Regions from separate parts of the Xenopus tropicalis genome. Here region 2 is linked to region 1. The links are chromatin contacts, called in public Hi-C maps. All regions are on one chromosome and are shown on one strand. Each heading gives the region's core, a stretch centred on a gene start, on an enhancer-like site or on the middle of the called end of the contact. The rest is flanking DNA. Distances are from core to core; before and after follow the strand shown.

The links. A called contact is a pair of places that touch in the nucleus more often than the background predicts.
Region 2: a contact with region 1 is called in a Hi-C map of liver, with 4 times the contacts expected there. The contact joins the enhancer-like site here to the promoter of kiaa1671 in region 1.

The regions. Positions count from the first base shown.
Region 1 is chr1:147,646,643-147,649,661 of UCB_Xtro_10.0, reverse strand. It overlaps kiaa1671, which reads right to left and starts at 1,505. Exons shown (of 12, transcript XM_002932085.5): 1 at 1,335-1,505. tmem211 (transmembrane protein 211) reads left to right here and starts at 1,546. Exons shown (of 5, transcript NM_001114074.1): 1 at 1,546-1,738.
Region 2 is chr1:147,739,064-147,742,082 of UCB_Xtro_10.0, reverse strand. All of the region lies in intron 6 of kiaa1671, which reads right to left. Among named protein-coding and RNA genes, the nearest start is that of crybb3, 22 kb to the left of the region's middle. Within about 2 kb of position 1,637, at least 4 of the 11 cell types and tissues checked have an H3K27ac peak or open chromatin away from gene starts, as enhancers often do. A contact at or near this core is called in liver, where this site is marked.

The DNA of each region.
Region 1 (3,019 bases), core at 256-2,755:
AGCTATGAGCAATACTCTCTGCCACTGAAGGAAGTATCCTGCACTGCACATTGTCAGCAATTGGCATATTTGCATACACAAAGCTTCATAAGGGGGCGAGCAAACATTACCTGCAAAAAAAGGAATTTTATCTTTTGGCATCTTTCTTATAACTTTACAATAATTACAAATTACAATAGTTGCTTTTCAAAATCTGTATTCCACCGAGAGATGAAAATATACATTTGCCAGTTTCAGGGCCGCTGCTGGCCAAATGGGTGCCCTAAGCAGAAATTTACTTTTGTGCCCCCTCCCCCAAATATTACGGAAGTAAAAATAAAATAATTAAAAAAAAAACACCTACTATAGGGGCCCCATAGTAAGTGCCCCCAATAGCCCCCATAGTAAGTGCCCCCAATTGCCCCCATAGATAGATTGAACTATCCGGGACAGCGGGATGCGCTATAAAAACCGGCGGGACAGTGTTGGGGGGTATGTTATAATATATAAAAATGTTTTTTTTTTTTTGGAGCAGCTGGGATTGTGCCCCCCTGGGAGTTGGTGCCCTATGCAGACTGAGTACTCTGCTTATAGGGAGCGGCAGCCCTGGCCAGTTTACAAAAAGGATGGGGTATCATACAAGTAACTCAGATGGGCTTAAATTCCTCTGTATCCCAAGCTACTGGTGACAGAAATCAGGGCCTTGCGTTCTGAATTGAAATGCCTGGCGTGCCCACAAACACAGGCTATTTATAGTACCTCTATGCATTTTTATTAGCCAATTACATTTTATTGAACATATGATTTTCTATATTACATTTATAGAACTGGCTCCAATGTTTATTTCATATAACTAACATGTGTGCTGTACCTATTGCCTTCTCCTTACAGTTATCTGATTTATAAAAGGGAAATCCCAAGCTGTTGCTCTTGAACTACAACTCGAACCCCTCCAGCTGGAGACAATGTGGATGAAGAGAGAATGGGGGCTGGGGGCTGAGTATGCACGAATTAGAATTTCGGATTGTTTCCGTATAGGAACAAATAACAGGAAATGTAATTAAGCACAGGTGTAACTGTATGTAGGTACGTACCAACACATTAGAGGGTATGCCCGTATGACACATGTATAACACAAGCATTTCTATAATACAAGAATTACAGCAATAACCTGAAGTGCTAAGCAAAAGGAACAACAGGCTCCTAATGAGAAGTTTTCCTATAAGTGACAGTTTCCCAGAAGATTTATATGTGAGAGTTACTGCCCCTTTATTGTCCGGTTACCCCTCGCCCCGCACAGCGAATGGAAAGTTTCATGTGCTACGTTACAGTTTGGCACTTACACACTTATTTACCTGTTTTTGTCCCGCTTCCCACGTACACTCTCTATAGGATTCTCCGCTCACCGTCCTCCTTCCTCTTTCTCCATGTTCCACCTGCCCTAACAGGGGAAGCTCCGCCCGACCAACCCAACCTGCTCCTGCTCCACGCTGTCCCCGCCCACTCCCCTTGCTGGTTTGCCACAAGGAACTCCAAGCCCAGGACAAAGGGCGCGCAACCTAGCCTGTTGTGTGGCTGGATAGGGGCGGGGTTAAGGGTTGGAAGCGGCTTTGTTAACATGGCAACCTGTGGCTGCTGCTGGAATAGAAATGTGGCGTGTCTGTAGCGCCACCCCTTGGTCACTCAACTTGGACGCAGAACAAATGAAGTTAGTTGTACGACATCTGCTGATAATCCGAGTCCCACCGCTTTAGCAGAGGTATGGGCACAGATATAGGGAACACTGCCAGCTCATTTTTTTTTTCAAACTGTGGGAATAAAAACTGGTGCGCAATTAAATGACTTCCCTAGGCGACACAGCACATCAGTTTGTGTGTAAGTACCAGGGGCAAAAGATGGAATTACAAGGACAGACTTAGGCACCCTAAATCTGTATGATTTGTATGCATTGCACAACTTTTGTTTGTATTTTTTAGGTGGGGGAAGGGGGGGCAGTTATGATGATGCTTTTTTTTTTTTTAAATTGTCTTTTAATCAATTGTAGGGACCCATAGGAACTGAGCTCCCTATGGCTTTAGCCCTACACTGTGTTATCTGCTGTTACTGAGCAGATTGTAATGTTGCCACTTTAGTTATGTGTCACTATGCACTTATTGGCCCTTAGTTAGGATGACCACTTCCTGCACACTGTAATATAGTGATTTGCAGGGTGTGGGCACTTCCACTTTGGCATTCCTATCCTTCAGAACAGGTTGCACATTGAGCCTGGGTTCTCAACTGGGCCCAGAAGCCTGTGCCCTAGAGGAAGCCAATCCATCTAGTGATTCTAAGTCGGGGATCAGGGACCCCGTGAATGAGGTGTAGTCATTTGCAGGTTAGACTTTGTTATAGCACGCTCTAGGAGTGTGACTTAGTTCAGGGCTATTTAGTATGAGCAGCTATACGCTCCCACATGGGAGAAAATAGAGCAGGGGGCTCAAACTCAATTTACCTGGGGGCCGCAGGAGGCAAAGTCAGGATGAGGCTGGGCCGCATAAGGGATTTCACAAAAAAATGTCGGGAGCTGCTGATTGCGGAAATGACGTTATGCCATCATAGTGCTGGGCGGTATGACCAAAAATTTATATCACGGTATTTTTCAAAATTATATCGGTATCACGGTATTTGACGGTATTTTTTTTCCCCATGCATGATTAGGTGACCACCCCAAACACCCGCCACCCGCACCCCCCCCCGCCACCCCAAACACCCCCCCATCCGCACGCAGCCCACCCACCCCCCCATCCGCACGCACCCCCCCATCCGCACGCACCCCCCCCACCCCCCCATCCGCACGCACCCCCCCATCCGCACGCAGCCCACCCACCCCCCCATCCGCACGCACCCCCCCATCCGCACGCACCCCCCCCACCCCCCCATCCGCACGCACCCCCCCACCCCAAACACCCCCCCATCCGCACGCACCCCCCCACCCCAAACACCCCCCCATCCACACACCCCCCCCACCCCACCCCAAACACCCCCCCATCCCCTTCACATA
Region 2 (3,019 bases), core at 388-2,887, 92 kb before region 1:
GAATGTCCTATCCATAGCCACTTTGCAATTGGTCTTAATTGGTCATAATTAATTTTTTTATAGTTTGTGGAAAAGTAGCCCCAACAGTAAAAAAAAAGAAAAAAACTATTGCTTTGTGAGGCTACAATTTTATTGTTATTATTACTTGTTATTGCTTATGTTCCTATTTGGTCCCTCACTAATTGATATTCCAGTTTCTCACTCAAACAACTGCCTGGTTTCTAAGGTAAATAAGTCCCTTGCAACCAAATAGCTACTGAAATACTAAACTGGAGAGCTGCTGAGCAAAAACTAAAATTGGAAAAAAAAAATATGGAGGACCCCCTTTTAGACTCTTTAATAGCCCAACACCTACTCTCAAAAGACACACTTTACAATGACCTGCTGGTGCCAACACATCCTTAGTTCTCCGAGCATGGAGAAGCGGTGTCAGAACACTGACAAGACTGCGGTGTAGGTTATTGACCCCAACAGCAAAATTTTTTTAGTCCAAACCCCCCAAAACCTTGCACAGGGTTATGATTTATAAACAGACAAATTTGGACCTGGGCAGTAACACATGGCAACCAATTAGATATTTGTTTCCATTGCTTTACCAGTAGCTGGCTGAAAGAATTCTAAACACTGATTGGTTGCTATGGGTTACTGTCAAGGTGCCAATTGGCCCAGTGTTTATAAATAAGCGGTTATCAGGTACAATAATCCTGGTCATCTACAGCAGCACCTCAATCCAGCCTTGGGGAACTGTTACAGGAAACACAACAGCAAAATGGATAGCACTGCAGGGTCAGAGAACTGAGAACTGGGCTCCTGGGTTCAATCTCATTAGGCGTGTAATGTATAAACTGCATATATTTGCACTGGTTACCTATTACCTGTATATTACCTGGCATTAGATAACACGATGTATGCATTAGTGTGGCTGCTGTGCAACCACTTTCTGAGAGCTCTGTATATGCGGATGAATAAAACCAGCTCTACATCGATTAGGCTCAATAAGGCTAAAGCCTGTCTATCAGACTCCTGTGTGAAGCATTATGGAATATGCCCTATATAAATATATGTATGTATAAATGTATAAATAATGGTAGCACTGTGGTGCAATGGTTAGCACTGCTGCCTTGCAGGGTTAGAGTCCTAGGTTCAATGCCAGACAGAGCACTACCTGCAATGTGTATGTATTTTCTTACCCTTGGCTGTGTAGTTTTCCTCCTAGTATTCTGGTTTCAAACATTCAAAAGAATGTTACAGGGACTAATGTTTTAGGGACTAATATAATAAAGAACAATAATAAACAATGAATAAGAATAACAGTCTATGGAAATATCTTAACTGATTCTAGCAATATCACAGTCTGAACGGCAATATTGATTAGCATAGAACTCTTGCGCACATACATGTAATACATTAGCCTTTAGCTCATAGCAATATGTTGGTGCTTAACTAATACAATACAATAATTATAAGAGTGATAAAACCTCCTTACAAATACATTTATTATTTGCTTTAAAGACGCTGTTGGGGCGGAAACTGTAATTGGAGAGGAGTACACAGACCTTATCTGCTCCCCTTCCATAATGTTCCATTTGCAGTAACTACGCACATATGTTATTCCCGGCCTGTCTGCCTAACACAGGAATTCAGCACTGACTGATCCTATAAACAAGGGTGATGAGATAAGCTGATCTCTTTTAGGGCAGTGTCACACACAGAGCATTTTTGCTGCTGGCATTGATACATAACTTTTGCACTTATCTCTGGCCTACTAGGGAAGTGGATATTGTTTCCCAAAGAGACTGCCCTTCTGCTTGTGTAAATATTTGAATTTAGCAGTGAGGTAAGGGTACAAAGCCACACACATCAGCTGCCGCTTACTCCCTGAGGTAACAGTGTCAGCAGCGGATTCATGCACTAGGGACACTGAGCCCCTATCATCACAATAACCAAGTCATTTTTTTATGCAAGTAGTTAAAAATAGCAGTCCAACACAGCGCCCTTGGATGTTTCAGTAATGCTTTATAAATACTATTAAGCATAACAACAATGACCAAAGCCTCCTGCATATAGGGGTCAAGGGTCTTTCAAAGAGCCCAAACTTGAGGAAGCAGTTTATTCAACTAAAATAAATAGCAGAGGGGAAAAAAATATCTGCAAAGTGTTTGTAAGATCTTTTTCAAGCTGTAATAATCAGCTTGAAAAAGGAACTAGAATGTTCTGAAAGCTTGCTATGATTATCTTAGTTAGCCAATAAAGGTATTACCTTTAACTCTTTTACTGCCAAGCACGTATGGCATACGTGCTGGCAGTAAAAGGGCTAAAACGCCAACGACGTGTCTCATACGTCGTTGGCGTTTAAGTGCTGCTCTCTGCAGCGGCGGCATGTGCCGCCGCTGCAGAGAGCTTCTAACAATGACAGCCCCCCTGGGCAATGTGCCAGGGGGGCTGTCATCAGGGTCCTGCGAGCCGATCGCTCGCAGGACCCTCCAGGAAGCAGCAGACGCGATCGCATCGCGTCTGCTGCTTCCTGCTTCCTCCCTCTCCCCCAGCGTCGGCCCAACTGAGGAAGGAGGCGATCGGTCTTCAGGAACAGGTAAGGAGTTTTTTTTTTTCTTGCATTTACACACTTTTACACACATTTACATACATTTATACACACTTACATACATTTACACACACTTACAGCACACATTTTAACATTTTTTATTTTTATTTTTTATTTTTTTTTTTTTCATTTTTCACACTTTTATACACTTATTTACACTCATATACACACTTACACACTATCACACAACTTTTACACATGTACACACATGTATACACAAACACTTTGGTTTTTTTTTGTTTTGCTTTTTTTTTTTTTTTTTTTTCATTTTACCACTTTGTTTTTATTTTCTTTTACCTAAAAACTGTTTATTTTGACAGCGTAACTATTGGATCAGATATTCTGGCCACTAATTACACTGTCATGTAACTTATTTTGTTGTTTCACTGATTTGCACAATTTTTGTGGTTTTATCAC